2 separate regions of the Triticum aestivum genome follow, and region 2 is linked to region 1. A link is a contact called in public Hi-C data. All regions are on one chromosome and are shown on one strand. Each heading gives the region's core, a stretch centred on a gene start, on an enhancer-like site or on the middle of the called end of the contact. The rest is flanking DNA. Distances are from core to core; before and after follow the strand shown. Region 1 holds the start of LOC123138882 (glutamate receptor 2.8-like). Region 2 holds the start of LOC123138889 (eukaryotic translation initiation factor 3 subunit G).

Evidence for each region. Hi-C and Micro-C count contacts between places; a contact is called where the count stands out from the background.
Region 2: a contact with region 1 is called in a Hi-C map of leaf, with 3 times the contacts expected there. The contact joins the promoter of LOC123138889 here to the promoter of LOC123138882 in region 1. A contact is called at or near these places in 4 of 5 Hi-C or Micro-C datasets (leaf and root).

The regions. Positions count from the first base shown.
Region 1 is chr6B:664,563,447-664,571,278 of IWGSC CS RefSeq v2.1, forward strand. LOC123138882 (glutamate receptor 2.8-like) reads right to left here and starts at 4,058. Exons shown (of 3, transcript XM_044558731.1): 1 at 3,698-4,058; 2 at 188-1,825; 3 at 1-90. The coding sequence starts at 4,031.
Region 2 is chr6B:664,785,762-664,793,593 of IWGSC CS RefSeq v2.1, forward strand. It overlaps LOC123138889 (eukaryotic translation initiation factor 3 subunit G), which reads left to right and starts at 4,548. Exons shown (of 2, transcript XM_044558738.1): 1 at 4,548-4,995; 2 at 6,493-7,218. The coding sequence starts at 4,665. The coding sequence ends at 7,031. LOC123138891 reads right to left here. Exons shown (of 2, transcript XM_044558739.1): 2 at 7,579-7,832. The coding sequence ends at 7,788.

The sequences.
Region 1 (7,832 bases), core at 2,808-5,307:
GGCTCGCCGTGTAGCTTGACGTCAGGATCAGCACCACGAACACCCATATGATCACCACCAACCTCGACAGGTTGCTCTCCAGCTTCTCCTCTGAAAATTAAAACGTCAAGATTGATTAATTTGGTAATTGATATTCTTCAAGAACTCTGCAGAATTGAGATGATGAGATGGTTAGTAAGTGGCTTACTGTGTGCGAAGACGAGCGTTGAGAAGGAGAAGTAGAAGATGAGGCCGAACTGCTGCGACGGCGTGCCGCGGAACTCCGGGTTGACGCGGTGCTCGATGACCCACACCACGAAGCCGGTGAAGCAGAAGAAGGCGAGGCTGGCGAGCCAGAGGCTGGTGGTGAGCGGCTGCAGGAAGATCCACATGCTGGCGCTCGTGTCCGGCCGCGTCGCCACAACCATCGCCCACCCGGACTCCGTGAACGGCATCGTGAAGTCCGCCTCGTGCATCCTGCTCGCCGTGATCGTCACGTCCCCGACCGCAATGTCTGCCTCCCCGCCGCTCACCTGGTCCACCAGCTTCTCGTAGGAATCCGGGCTTCGGGGGAACGGCACGTACCGGTAGTTCACCGGGTACGGCAGGTTCTTCATCACCGCTTCGAACACGTCGATGCAGTACCCGGTGACCTTCGGCGTCGTCGAGTTCTTCTCCCCGACGACGTCCACGAACTGCTTGAACCCGTTCTTCATCGGCACGGCGACGTTGAGCACCCGTCCGTTCGGCGACTCGGTCCAGCCTCTCGGCTTGGACAGCGCCTCGCCCGGCCAGAGGATGGGTTTCAGCTGCCGCGCAGCCTTGCCGCCACCGTTGTTCAGGTCCCGCAGGATGCCGGACTCCGGCGTCCAAAACCCCACCGTCCTGGCGCCGTTCCCGATGATGTTCACGACCTCGTACGCCGCCACCTGCAGCTGCCCGTTCACAAGCTTGAACCTGCCGGCCATCCCGTCGAACGTTGTGTTGACCACCGCTCTGAGAAGCGCTGCTCCGGTGGCCGACACGCCGAGCCGGTCCAGGTCTGTAAGGGCCCTGCTACGCTGCGGCGTCTGAAATGCCGGGCCGGGGACACTCGCCGCCTCGGCTGCCGCCGCGATCGCCCACGCCGTGTCGTACGACCAGAGCCTCGTCACGGTCGGGTCATTGATCACGTCGTCGTCGGAGGCCGGGTTGCCTCGTCGGAACCTCGCCCTGAACCGCGCCGAGAAGTTCTTCACCTGGCTCGTGAGCTCCACGTGAGGCCGGAGGCTGACGACGCCTTGCATGGCGTCGACGTCCTCGGGGCTGAGCCTGTCCACGAGGCTTCCGACGCCATCTGTGACGACCCAGGCGTAGCCATCGGACATCATCCCGGCCTCCTCCGCTCGCCGGAAGAGCCGCGTGGCCAGGCGGAAATTGGCATGCACGACGAACACGCGCGTCGGCATCGCCTTGAGGCGGTAGAGGAGCGCGTCGAGGGCGTTGTCGTGCGCGCCGCTCGGCACGGCCACGCGTTCCACGATCGCCGCGCTGTCGACGCTCTGGAGCGCGTCGGCGAGCGCCGGGAGGATGCCGGTGCCGTAGGGCGAGTCCTCGTGCAGGACGACGGCCGCGCGCCATCCGAAGTGTGCTAGGACAGTGGCGACGGGGGTGGCCTGCAAGGAGTCTTTGGCGGCGGTGCGCACGAAGTAGGGCGTCTGCGCCGGGGAGAGGGACGGGGACGTGGCGGAGTAGGAGAGCACGGGGACGTGAGCGCGGCTGCCGATATGTGCCACAAACTCTGCCTCTGCTGATGTCTTGGGCCCGATGATGGCCTGCACCTGCGCGTTCTTGATCAGGTCCAACGCTGCAACAACAGCAAAGAAGAGGAGTTTTAGGCCCATGGTACTCTTTCAGCCCTTTAAAATCTGAACCATTAGAAACTTTTAAGGAGCCCAAACTAGGAGTGAAAAATGATACTACAGTTTTCTAAATAAAAGGCGAGAAAAATGATTTAGTTAGTTTCTCTCAACAAAGGAAACATTATTATTTTGAAACAAAATTAAACATTTTTTTAGGGAACAAAGTAAACATTCTTCTTTTTTTGTGGGAGCAAAAGTAAACATTGTATAAGTGTGAATTGATGAACACCCGATTTCTGCTCCCATGAAGGATCTACAGAAGCTGAGCAGTCAATATCATCGACCAGATTAAGAAGCCATCTACAGTGGTTGGTGTACCAAAGATGACTGGGGCTGCACCAGAGAACATGTAAAGTAATGAACATCCGATTTTCCTGTCGTGAAAGATCTTTTAGAAGCTGTCGAGTCACTTTCATCGGCCAAATTAACAAGCTAGCGCCCATCTTTCTGCTCGAGGACTTCGAAACTACTGTCGTGTGTATAGCACTGCTGCGAGGACTTTGACAAGGAAGTTCGAAAGCGAGTCGTCTCCCAGACCCGAGCAGACGACACACATGCTAGCTAGCTAGCTTGGACTGCATACATGACCGACGATGACGAAGAAGCATGAGTGGCCATGACAAGTACTATAGCGTATAGTAAGAATTTCCAAGAGTGCTGCTAATTTTGGAGTGGCCGTTCAACGTTGCTGACCCGACATGCATGATGCACGTACGTCCACATGGTGCGATGCGTTGAAACTTGGATCCCATGCATCTAGGGGAGTGGTTGCGATGCGTTGCAGAACGGATATAAAGATTTGAGGCATCTATCTATGTCCTTATCGTCGACTGTCGTCCCCAACTAATCTAGCTACAACCACATGAGCCATGAAGCTTGACCGACTCGCGCGCTAGCACGTGCATGCGTACGTACGCGGTGAAGAAGCAGACGGCGCGGACTAATCAGACCACACCAGTCCAAGCGCCCAATGATCGACCCTAAGCAGCCAAGAATAGTTAATCTTTGTCGCACAGGCTGACAGCACGCACGCACGTACCAAACCCTGACAGAAGTAGCGAATATCTGCACTTTGAGTCCACCGGTCGCGGTTAAAAATGGCTGTTTATGCCTTGTGGGACGGATTAGTTGGGATTCCAACGCAGCTCGATGGAGATGTGGTGGTTGTTAACTTGAATCCCCCGCGCGCCGTCGTCGTCCTTGTGTTGACGGTCGAGGAGCTGGCTAGCCGGACAAAATGGCGACAGGGCCGGCCACGATGGATGTCCATGCAAGACGACAATTCTAAGGCTGGCGGCCCGGCAGCCGGCCGTGAGAGGCGCCGCCGTATCCGGCGGCACCACAGAACAGCTGGTGGCTCGTGTACCACAGACGGCGGGAGCTGCACAGTCGTACGCGCGGAGCTAGCAGACTGCAGCCCCCAGTGGGTAGGCCAAGACAAAAGAGATAGTGCTAATCTCAAGACGAGCTTGGATTAAGAGCTTAATTAGAGAAGGCAGCCATGATGGCGTACGTGATAAGCGAGCGAGGTTAACTAATTACCACCGGAAGCGGCGACGTCCGGCCCTGGAATGGAGATCCGCCCAGGTGGCCGGACCCGCCGATGTGCGCCGCGCAGCCATAAGAGCTGCACAGTCCCATGCGCGCAGCAGCCGCCGGTGATCGAGGGACTAAAACGGCCAGGCTAGAGAGCTAATGTCGAGACGGCAAGCTTGCGTTCGCAAGTGTTATCGTGGACGGCAAGCTAGAGTACGAGCTTGCATAGATTCATGAAGCGAAAGAGCATAATTAGAGAAGCAACTAGCTAGGGAGCTTACCGGCGGAAGCGGCGCCGACGACGTCCCCTTTGGAGTCCCCGAAATGGAGCTCCACCCTGGTGGCCGACCCCGGGTGCGCCGCGTAGTAGTCCTCCACCGCCATCTGAATGCCGGTCCGCCGCCGCAGCGACACCGCCGACGACGCCTTGGTCGCCCAGTCCAGGATCACCCCGACGCGCACCGGCACCGGCGCCAGCGCCGACACGCTCTGCGCCGTCGCCACCCGCAGCGGGCCCGCTGGGTGCTGCCCGACGAGCGCGGCCACCACGAGCAGCAGCAGAGCGTAGAAGAAGGACGGGCCGACGAGGGAAGAAGGCCGGAGCGCGCGCACCATGATCGCGCAACCTGGGAAGAAGCTATGGGATCGATGCGTGGATGATCAGGGACGTACCCTCTAGCGGCGGTCGCTTTATAGGCGACGTGGATGGTACCGGCGATGGAAGTGGAACCTGGCGCGATCGATCGATTTGGTTTTGCGGTGGCGTACGGCGACGTTGCTCTTGAAAATCACTCGACTCTTGACTTTGACTTGTATGCGGGAGGTGGGCCACGTACGTGTACGTTCGACAGCTACGTGGCAGCGCAGGAACCGGTCAAGAGCGTACGTACGTACCCCCTTGTGGAGGTCGACTAGGATAGAAAGGGAAACGACCCATGGTGAAAAGAGAGTGAAAAGCTCAGAGCTCTCGTCTTCTTTTAATCCCTCTCCTTTGATCTAGGAGTAGCTAGCTAACTCTAGGGCTTAATTGTCTGCTGGTCGATTGACTCTGCCTGCCCCTCCCGTGCATGAATTTTTTACCGGGTTCAAAGAGGAATCATGTTCTTCGCTGTTGAAAATATGTTCCACAAACATTCTTTACAAAAAATGGGATGACCGTGGGGTACATTTACGTAGTGTGTACACGGGACGTAGGGCAAGCACCGACCATGGCCACGACTTTGCTGCGGTGCATTCCTGCCTCGTTGAAGACGTTTGTCGAGTTGCACAGAGTCAAATTTTAAGAGCAGCTGAAATGGAGAATCTTCTGGAGTACTTTACATATGGTTTGGATGGTAGCAGGTAGTTCTGTTAATTGGCCCGTTTTGTTGGATACATAATTAGTAGTATACAATACAATGAAACTACCTACCTCTAGGGCCTGATTGAGAAAATCCTACCCTCTAGGAGTGTAGGAGACATAGATTATCCTAAATTGGAGAACTTTAGGTCACTGGCTAGCTTGCTTCACGTCACTTGTTAAGCTGCTGTACGCATTCTATACTCGATCGAAGAACGACATGCGAAATTTCACGGAGTGTTCCGGCATCTACACGACTACACACAAGAATGTCACCCGCAGAAAAAGAATATAAAACACACCAATGTCAAACCTCGTCCCATAATTTCCAATTGCGATCCTGACCTACTACTAGCTTATTCACAAAGTCCACCGGTTGCATGAAAGAGATGTGCAAGGTTCAAAGTGTGCCTGCCTATCATGCATGGGTCGACCTTTTGGAGAAAAAAGTGCGGATCTTTTCCTAACGCCCCAGCTCAAGCGTCATGGACGACGACGCTACAAGTATAAAATACACCCCGTACGTCTACCGCAAACAATACGCAATTGGCCAATTGGCCTCTTTGACCTAGCTAGCCGCCCCTGCAAATAGCTAGGGTACTCTGCCTCCCGCCGGCGCCGGCGTCGGTCCGTCCCGTCTTCGATGGGCCCCTTGCCGATGGGAGGGTTCTGTTTTTAGATCTTTTTTCAAGGTTTCTTAGGGTTTGTGTCCTGCTCAGAAAGGTGAAAGGTGAGACGGCGGCGGCTCCCTGAAGATGGAATAAAGGTCTTCTTGCCTAGCCCCCTTTCTGGTGATGCGTCAAGCATTATCGGTGGGCGTGTTGAGTTGTGTCTCCGGCTGATCTGTTTTTGATGAATTTGCTGGTGTTCTTGGTGGATTTGGTGTAATGCCACGAAAATTATATTAGTGAAAACGAAAGAACCGAATTAGGGGAAACGCCGCCAGACCGTACGTGGAGCTGTGCCGATGCAGAAGCATGCAATCAAGCGACGTCGATTTGTTCGCCCAACATTCTGGATTTATAATTCAGTTGTAGACGGCATGCATTACTGTCTCCTGGCCACAAGACTCCGTGCGGAAATTTCCGTAGAGTTTACTTCCGATCAGCATGCGTGCCGCCAATTAACATCACGGAAGATCTTTGTGGATTTTTCGCAGCGCGTAAACAAATTCTCTGCCTCTGAAGTCGGAGTACTAGTACGGTACTCGCTGGTCTGTTTGTCTGTAGGTTTCAGTGCCTGTCTGTCTGCCTGTCTTTGGTCCATGACTGACCTGAATCTGTAGCTGAATGATGACCATGGATTGGGCTACGGATGGACGCTGAAGTTGCGTGGCAAATCCGCATGGATGAACGTCATGTAACTAAGCTTCAGCGTGGATGGTTCTGATTTCTGAATGAACGAAGGAGTGACGTGGGACGTCGGGCTATATGAAAACTTAATTCTAACAGGGTCTGGTTTGAACGTCGGAAAATGACTTGACTGAAAGAAGATCGCGTCTCGATCGAGTGCGCATGTGCGTTGGTGACCGACCTGCCCGGGACTTGGGCGCTCCAAGTGGGCTGGTTTTGTTGACAAAACTTGCACATACGGCGGGAGTACGTACGTACGTGCAGTGCACAGAGAAGAATGGAAGAACATTCGAGATTTGTCCACCAGAGTTGCATACAACTAGCTTTTCGTCTAAAAGTTGCATACAACACTGCTCTGCAGCCCCTGGGCCGCCTCTGAGAGGCGCTGCGCTCTCCCTGCTCTCTGCCGCTCACAGGCCGTCCGATCCGGACTCCAAGAAATCTCTGCCGTCCTTCAACTTGTTCAAGAGTGCTCGATTTGTTGAAGATACATTTCCCCTTTTCAATTTTTTTTACCCCGGTTATTTTTTGTAGGAAAAAAAAGGGACAATCAACTGTGGTGTTCAGTGTGTACAAAGGACCTCCGCGCTCAGGACAACGGACAGGACCTGGGCTGCGTTGGTGCCCCCGAATAAGTTCTTTTGCACAAAAAAGTCAAAAGAGCAAAGAGAAAACTTTGGAAGAGCAGCTAGCCAGCACTCCAATTAATTGGCTGGTCGCGCTGGAAGTACGTATGAAATTAATATATCTTTTTTTCCCGGTATGAAATTAATTTATCTACCACTCCAATGAGTTGTAGAGCACACAGTGTGTACCGAAACATCATACTCCTACTAATGTGGACATTTCATCTTTCCTTTTGTTTAGGTTAGTAGTAGCAACATTCGTTTTAAAAATGAATGCATGGAAGAACAGACGAAATTCCACTGAGTTTTCAAGCATCAATCTATCTTCCCAGGATGTCAAACTCTTTCTCTCTCTCGAAAAAAAGAGAACATCAAACCCCGTCCCTTAATTTCCACTTGAACTGTACTCACTTGCTGATTCAGAAAGTGCGTTTAATTAGCAGCATCTCTTTTGCTGGGCCGGCAGAAGAACCGGATACTAGTTTGCGCGAGAACATTAATTAACTTGATGGGTACAAAGTGCATAGCTACTGTGCACATCAGTCTTGCTTACTTGTCGGCTTGTCGCTCATGCATGTGTACAGATCTTTTCCTGAAGGGAAAAGCCCAGCTCAAGGTCGCAGATGTTGACGCTACTGGCAAAGAACAGATGTTTCCACGTAGTCCCTCCGTTCCTAAATGTAAGTCTTTGTAGAGATTTTACTATGGACCACATACGGATGTATCTAGATGTATTTTAGAGTATAGATTCACTCATTTTGCTCCGTATGTGGTCCATAGTGGAACCTCTACAAAGACTTATATTTAGGAACGGAGGAAGTAGTATATTAATAGGGGGATGCAAAGATATAAACTTTTAAATGCAAAGACAACTTGGAGAAGATAATGCACAGACATTTCGTGCATGTTTGATAATTAGCTGTCGTTGGATGCAGATATTTAGCTCGAAACTTGCAGGCCAAGTTCAGATCAGCCTTGGTCGCTTCTCACTTCTCAGTACGCAATCAGAATTTATGCCGCCAAAATTTAGAACGAAATAAGGGAATGAAAATGAGGCTGTGCCACTGCTTGCAGCTGTAGCTGTTTGTGCATGAAGCAT
Region 2 (7,832 bases), core at 3,298-5,797, 220 kb after region 1:
CAGCTGTTTCAGCTGATCGATAAAGGGCGCGGGATATTCTGGTGCAAGATATTGCGACCAGAACAGCTTCTCTGTAGAGCTCCCTTCTTTGGCTCGATAGAATTGTGCGGCATCAGATATGCTGCACGGCAGATCCGCAAACGCCCCTAGAGAGCCCCGAACTCGGGTTAGTAACAGGAATCTTTCCTTCAGATACTTGCTTTGCATAGAAAAACCCTTACCTGCCATAATCTTTCTGGCCTCCTGGATTTCCTGGAGGGTGCCTTGGGCCTCGCCCTGGGCATCGCGTGTAGCTTGATGAGCCTTGGTGAGTTTGGATTCTTTATCCGACAAGCCCCGAATTCTCTTCATGGCCTCTTGGAGTTCTTGTTGAACTTAACCGACCCTGGCCTTGTGTTTTTCATGAGCGTCCTGCTCCTTGGCTACCTTCTTTTCAGCTTCAGCCACCGCCTTCTTAAGAGCCTCGACTTCGGACGTCGCTCCTGGTACACATCACGACATTTTTTCGTCACAATCAATCATTGATTTGTACTGAATACAAACAAGGTTTTACATACCTTGGTTATCCTCCAACTGCTTCTTCACGTGGCCGAGCTCTTCTTCAGCCCGCTCCAGACGCTGCTTCAGTCCGGAGACTTCTGCATTATGAGAGGTGGCAGTCAATAAAGACGCCTGCTTAGACAAAAAACACAAGGGTATTGCATGGTAAGTCTCCTGCGAGTATATATTCGATCCTCTGTCCAGCTTTTAAGAGGCTGGTGCAGGCTTCAGTCAGCCCGCTTTCCGCAGACTGAATTTTCTCAATCACCGCACCCATAAGGGCACGTTGTTCTTCAACGATGGAAGCATTCTTTAGCGTTGTCGACAAGGTATCCGGCACCTCTGGCTGGACAGAGGTCGCCGGTGGAACAGCCGCACCCCCTTCTGTTGAAGAAGGTTTTCTGCCTGATTCTGGAGCCGTGTTGGTCTCCGGAACTATGTCCGGCTAGGGGCCGAATTCAAGATGGCCCCCGCCGTCAGTATCCATGGGGGTCTCCTCCTCCATGTGTCCGGCTGCCGAGGTTCGACCCTCTGGCGCCGCCTTGACGGTCTCCCCAACTCCTCCTTGGCCCGGGCCCTGTTGGGACGACACCTCGGTGTTGTCCACATGTTTGGGGGAGGAGGCCGTCGGGGAAGTCCCGCTGTGCATCGCGTCTGAGCCCAGTGAATTCTCCGATGAGGATCGCTCGACGCAGGACCTGGCCGGACTGCAAGATGCGGCACTCAATGCGTCAACATTGTGCGATAGTGAGTCTGGATATACGAATGTGTCTGGATTTTATGCACTCACGATTTAACCAGGGGCTGGACCCTGGGATCCCACTCTGGGCTGCTGTCGGTGGTGGTGGTGGAATCGTCTGGAAAGGAGGCTTTCCCCCTCTTAGATGACTCGGCCTCGAAGCGTATGGAGGCCGTCCTCTTGTTTCTCCCCCTTGCTGGGGGGGGGGGTTGGCTTTCCTCCTCCTCTTTCTCATCCTCTTCGGAGGAGGAGCGGGCCTCAAAGTCTTCGGACACTATGTCTGAAGTACCCTTGCGACGAAGGCCGCCCCTGGTCTCTTTGGCCTCCTTCTCGGCCTTCTTCTTCGGTGCCTTGTAAGGCGCCGGGACCAGCATCTTCATCATAAGTGGGCCGGCTTGTTCTTCTGGCAGTGGGGCCGGACAGTAGATCCACTCCGCCTTCTTCGTCCAGCCCTAGGAGAATTACTGGAAAATATATTAAGCATTTCCCTCAGAGTACGCAGATAAAGCGTACGTCATGCCAATATATGAAAACTTACCGAACTTGGGGGACGGGACAATTTGTTCCAACGGTCCTTGGCCGAGTCCGGCCACGATTTGCCGGACTTGAAGAGCACCTTCCAGATATCTTTGTGCGTTGTGCCGAAGAACTCCAGCAGGGTTTGGTGCTTGGCTGGGTCGAATTCCCATAAATTGCAAGCCCTGTGTTGGCATGGGAGAATCTGGCGAACCAACATCACCTGGACTACGTCAACAAGCTCGATGTTCTTATCTCCCATGCTCTTGACGCGCGCCTGGAGCGTTGCCAGTTTGTCTGACGAAGACCAGTCCAGGCCCTTCTTGGTCTAGGACATAAGCCGCAATGGGGCTCCAGGTCAGAATCCGGGAGCCGCGGCCCATTTAGCGCCGCGTGGCTCAGTGACATAGAACCACTGTTGCTGCCACCCTTTAACGAACCATTAAAGGTACCTGATGGCCATGTGACGTTGGGCATCTTGCTCACCATGGCGCCTCCGCACTCGGCGTGCTCACCGCTCACCACCTTGGGCTTCACATTGAAAATCTTCAGCCACAATCCAAAGTGTGGAGAGATGCGGAGAAAGGCCTCGCACACGACGATGAATGTCGAGATGTTGAGGAAGGAATTGGGGGATAGATCATGGAAATCGATCCCGTAGTAATACATAATGCCGCGAACAAATGGGTGGAGGGGAAACCCCAACCCGCGGACGAAGAGGGAGGAATACAACCCTCTCATGGGGTTCTGGAGTAGGGACGATCTAACCCGCCGTCGGGAGACGGTGGCCGATCTTCTTGGCTAGATACCCGACATCCCAAAGTTTCTTTATATCCTTCTCCCGGACAGTGGAGGCCATCCACTTGCCTCCAGCTCTGGATCCAAACATTTTTGGAATGCTCTTGTGGGCGGAGAAGGTGAATGCTTGGGCGCTGGAGCTCGAGAAAGAGAGAGAGAGAGAGTAGGCAGAGGAAGAAGAAGGTGTGGGTGAAGGAGCGGAATCCTTATCCCTTTATAAAGGAAGTAAAATCATGTGCCTCCCCGCATGCCCTAAAACTCGCTTATTCCCCAAGCGCCATGCTAATGGCATAGTTGGGTTACCCACGCCTGTATTGATGAGGATCCCGTGATAAGGGGACACGATCTCTACTCCGACAAGACGTGCCAATAAAACCGCCTCGCGAAACGTGTGGTAGAAGGTTGGGAAAACGGTTCGAATAATGACCGGGCCATGGCGTGATGTCACGCTATGAAGAAGTTGTCAGCAGATTAGACTCGTGGAATATTGTTCTCTCTACGGTGGTATGTGGAATTTGTTTTGCAGAGCCGGACACGATTCTCGTGTTCAATATCTACTTTGGAGTATTCGGAGAAGGAACCCGCCTTGCAATGCCGAAGACAAACTGCACGCCGGACTCATCGTCATTGAAGCCTGGTTCAGGGGCTACTGAAGGAATCCTGGATTAAGGGGTCCTCGGACAGCCGGACTATATACTTTAGCCGGACTGTTGGACTATGAAGATGCAAGATAGAAGACTTCGTCCCGTGTCCGGGTGGGACTCTCCTTTGCGTGGATGGCAAGCTTGGCGATTCAGATATGTATATTTCCTTCTCTGTAACCGACTCTGTGTAACCCTAGCCCCCTCTGGTGTCTATATAAACCGGAGGGTTTAGTCCATAGGACAAGAACAATCATAATCATAGGCTATCTTCTAGGGTTAGCCTCTACGATCTCGTGGTAGATCAACTCTTGTAATACTAATATCATCAAGATCAATCAAGCAGGAAGTAGGGTATTACCTACATAGAGAGGGCCCGAACCTGAGTAAACATCGTGTCCCCCGCCTCCTGTTACCATTAGCCTTAGACGCACAGTTCGGCACCCCCTACTCGAGATCCGCCGGTTTTGACACCGACATCCATTAACACTGAAGCTAAAGATTCAGGATCTGTCATCGTGCCCCCGTTGCGGGAGCGGCTGAAGTCAAGCGCAAGAGGTCCAAACTCTTGCTGCAACGCGATAATCCTCAAGTGCAAGGATTTCTTGTAGCACTTTTCATGATGGAACTTTGGATTTTCACTCGCCTAAATCCTGCAGTCTCATTGTATCTGTGCATAATTTTTGATGTGTGGTTTCCTCCCGTCAGCGAATGAAGAAGAATCATCTTTCCTTCATTTGTATAAAATGGAAATGGAACAAAGAATAATCATGAATACTGAGAAAATTTCTCTTAATAATACAAAATACTTGCAAAATAATCTGTGGTTGGATGGTTATGTGGATAGTGGTATCCCAGCTCACCAGAGTTTAAGTCCTGATGCTTGCATTTATTCTGAATTTATTTCAGAATTTCCGGCGATACTCGTTCAGTGGCAGGAGACGTTCCCGTCGACTACGAGGCGCCTACGGTGAATATGTAAAATCTCAAGATAATTTGCTGGCTTAGTCTCTCGGAGGTGCTCATAGGGGTAGTGTGTGAGTGTGCGCTTTCATAGGGATGAGTGTGTGCGCGTATATTATATATGAGCGCTGTTCAAAAAAAATACAAATACTTCGAGTTAGCAGATTTTTCTATAGGGGTCACAGATTTTTTAATTTTTTTGATGAAAGTAGATTTTTTTTTTGAGGCAACGTGCTACCAGCTGGTCCCGATCCAATAAGGCCCACCTGAGACTTGCTGCCGAAGCCCAACAACTGCATCCCGTAGCCCATATCCAAGGCCACGACCTCGCCGAACAAAATCATCCAGAAACTAATCCGAGCCACACATCCCATTCTCGCAACCAAAGCCAGAGCGCCCGTCTCTCCCCCCTCCCACGCCGCCGCACACCGAACCCTAGCGCCCCAGCGAGCGAGCGAGCGACAGCCATGCCGGCGGACGCGAAGATCCGGTGGGGGGAGCTCGAGGAGGACGACGGGGGCGACCTCGACTTCCTGCTGCCGCCGCGGGTGGTCATCGGGCCCGACGAGAACGGCTTCAAGAAGACGATCGAGTACCGCTTCGACGACGACGGCAACAAGGTCAAGGTCACCACCACCACCCGCGTCCGCAAGCTCGCGCGCGCGCGCCTCTCCAAGGCCGCCGTCGAGCGTCGCAACTGGTCCAAGTTCGGCGACGCCGCCAGCGGCGACGACGCCTCCGCGCGCCTCACCGTCGTCTCCACCGAGGAGATCCTCCTCGAGCGCCCGCGCGCCCCAGGTCCGTCGCCGGCCCGCGTCTCTTTCTTTCGAATCAGTTGTTGTGTCGTTAGTCAAAAATGGGGATCCAGGTGAACTGGTGTTGATCCAATCAGAAGTCTTATTCAGTCGAGTGGCTGTGTTATGTTTAGTGATTACATGTACATCTAGGAAATATACATGTGTATAGTAGCATTTCTAATATTAGGTTACTGGAAGGACAGTAAGAGGTAGAGGATATTGGGAGGAGAGGAAATAGATCCGTAGCTGTGATGTAGTACCGAACATTTCTCCTTAAGTTTTCCGATTGATGTGCTTTGAAGCAGTGCCGATATTGGGTACTGGGGCAGAATACCAGTTTCGTACATCTGCTACAAAAAAGAATCTGTTATACATGAAAAGAAGCTGCAATTTTTTTTTGAGTTGTGAGGTCTAGATAGGTTCTTCGGATGATTGTTCTGTTTTGGTCAGGCGGGTGATTGAAGTGTGTTGCATGCAGGCCCGTGTAGAATGCCTTATCATGGGATTTCCAGTTGCAGTCCTAATGCACAGCTGATTTTGGAGTGCACAAGAATTATAATTTGAATACATTACTGTCATCAGAGAACGACCCCATTCTCCTTGGGCAAATTTCCTGTGCCGGAGTGATCATGTTTACCAGAAACCCCAAATTTAGTTTCTATGTTTTGTTTTAGATGATGCCTTATCTAGGTGATCATATAGGATCCTGTTACTTCAGTCCAGTTAATGGAGGATGACGTTGACTAGGTTAAACATTTGTTCGTTATATAACACACGGGTTCTATGGCATGTTAACTAGTCTTTCTTCCATAGCCCACCCAAATCTAACCATGCATCATTGTCTGATGGGTGTTGTATGTCTATTACTCTATTTTGACATCACTTGTGTTCAGGTCAAACTTAACATGGACATTCATAACATTGGTACTAATTTTGTACGTCTTCTTTAAAACTTTAGGATGCTGGTGATTGACGTATTTTGCGTGCAGGTCCATGTGGAATCCTGATTATGGGATTTCCAGTTGCAGTTCTAATGCAATGTTTTTTTAGTGCAAGAATTATAGTTTGAATACATTAGTATCACCCGAGTGTCCCCACATTCTCATTGCAATTTCCTGTGATGCGGTGATTATGTTTATCAAAGAAACAAATTAACTTTCTGCGCTTTGTAATAGATGATTTCCTGCTCTAGATGATCATATATCTTAGTTAATGGAGGGTGTGGTTGAGTAGGTTTAATTTTTGTCTGTTCAGTAACTGGGGCATTTTAACTTGTCTTTCTTCCGTAGCCCACCCAAATCTAACCTTGCAGTATTGTGCCTTGGATGTTGTATGTCTGTTATTTAGCCATTATTTGTGCTCTGCTCAAAATTTAACATGGACCTTAAAAATAGACCTTAACATTGCTAATGTACTAATTCCCTGCTGATTACCTTCTCGTTATTGAAGCTTTGCTGTATCTTTTTGCCCTTATTTTTAACACTTCACTTGATTGTAGGGAGCAAAGCTGATGAACCAAGTGCGTCTGGTGACCCACTGGCAATGGCAAGCAAGGGAGGTGCTGTTCTCATGGTTTGCAGAACCTGTGGTAAGAAGGGTGACCACTGGACCTCAAAGTGCCCCTACAAGGACCTCGCTCCACCAACCGATGCATCGGACATGCCTCCTACTTCTGACGGCCCTGCAGCACTGAGTGGCCCTGCCAAGGGCTCATACGTTGCTCCAAGGCTAAGGGCTGGTGCTGTTCATACCGATGCTGGGCACGACATGAGGCGCAGGAACGACGAGAACAGTGTCCGTGTTACCAATCTGTCTGAGGACACCCGCGAGCCCGACCTCCTCGAGCTGTTCCGCACGTTTGGCCCGGTCAGCCGTGTCTATGTCGCGGTGGATCAGAAGACTGGAATGAGCAGGGGCTTTGGGTTCGTCAACTTTGTTCACAGGGAGGACGCCGAGAAGGCCATCAGCAAGCTCAATGGGTATGGTTATGATAACCTCATCCTCCATGTGGAGATGGCTGCACCTAGGCCTACTTAGTTACTGCCTACTAAGCATCCAGATTTCCTACAAGTGTCGTATCATTATGGTCTCCGAAATACCCGTACGTTTGTGTCGTGAGCTTGTGTCATGTTTTGCCTTGTTGAGAATAACTACACTCTGGTGGTGAAAAAGTGAATTTCTTAAGGGATGGCACTTGAGTTTATATTTCATCAAGCTTTGTATACCTGTTGCTTCATTTGGTTACTATACTCCACTTGCTTCTCTTTGCTACCTGGATGGTCAAGATCAGTTGAGAATCTGCCGATTTCACTATGCTGTTTTTTTAGCTCAGATATCATTTCGCGAACTTTGTGTAACTTTTCTACTTCTAGTAAAAATTCTGGTGTCCTTGCCTGATAATAACTAATAAGCACTAGCTGGTGAAGAATAATCCTCGCGTGATGGAATGCTATACGCTTGGTGGGTTCTCCTGTGACATTTCATGGTGACCAGTAGACCTGAAAGAAAACAACTTCCGTCACTTGAGCATTGAAATCTGTCATGATACATCGGTTTGAGCGACAATTGATGTGGGACGAGGGAATAGAAAAGAGTATATAATTCCTCAAAACAGGATATGTATTGGATTATACAAAAATAGCATATGTATTTGATGGTGATACAAAAATGGAAGAACTAGAAATGATAAAACGTCTCTCAACTCTGCCGAATGGTATGGCCTGTAACTCTACGCTCACGTCTGTACCGCGAAACCTCCTGTGCTCGAACCCGGTCATCATCCATCTTCGATGATCATTCGTCGTCGTCGTCGTCGAGATGGGAGGCATGGTGGACGCA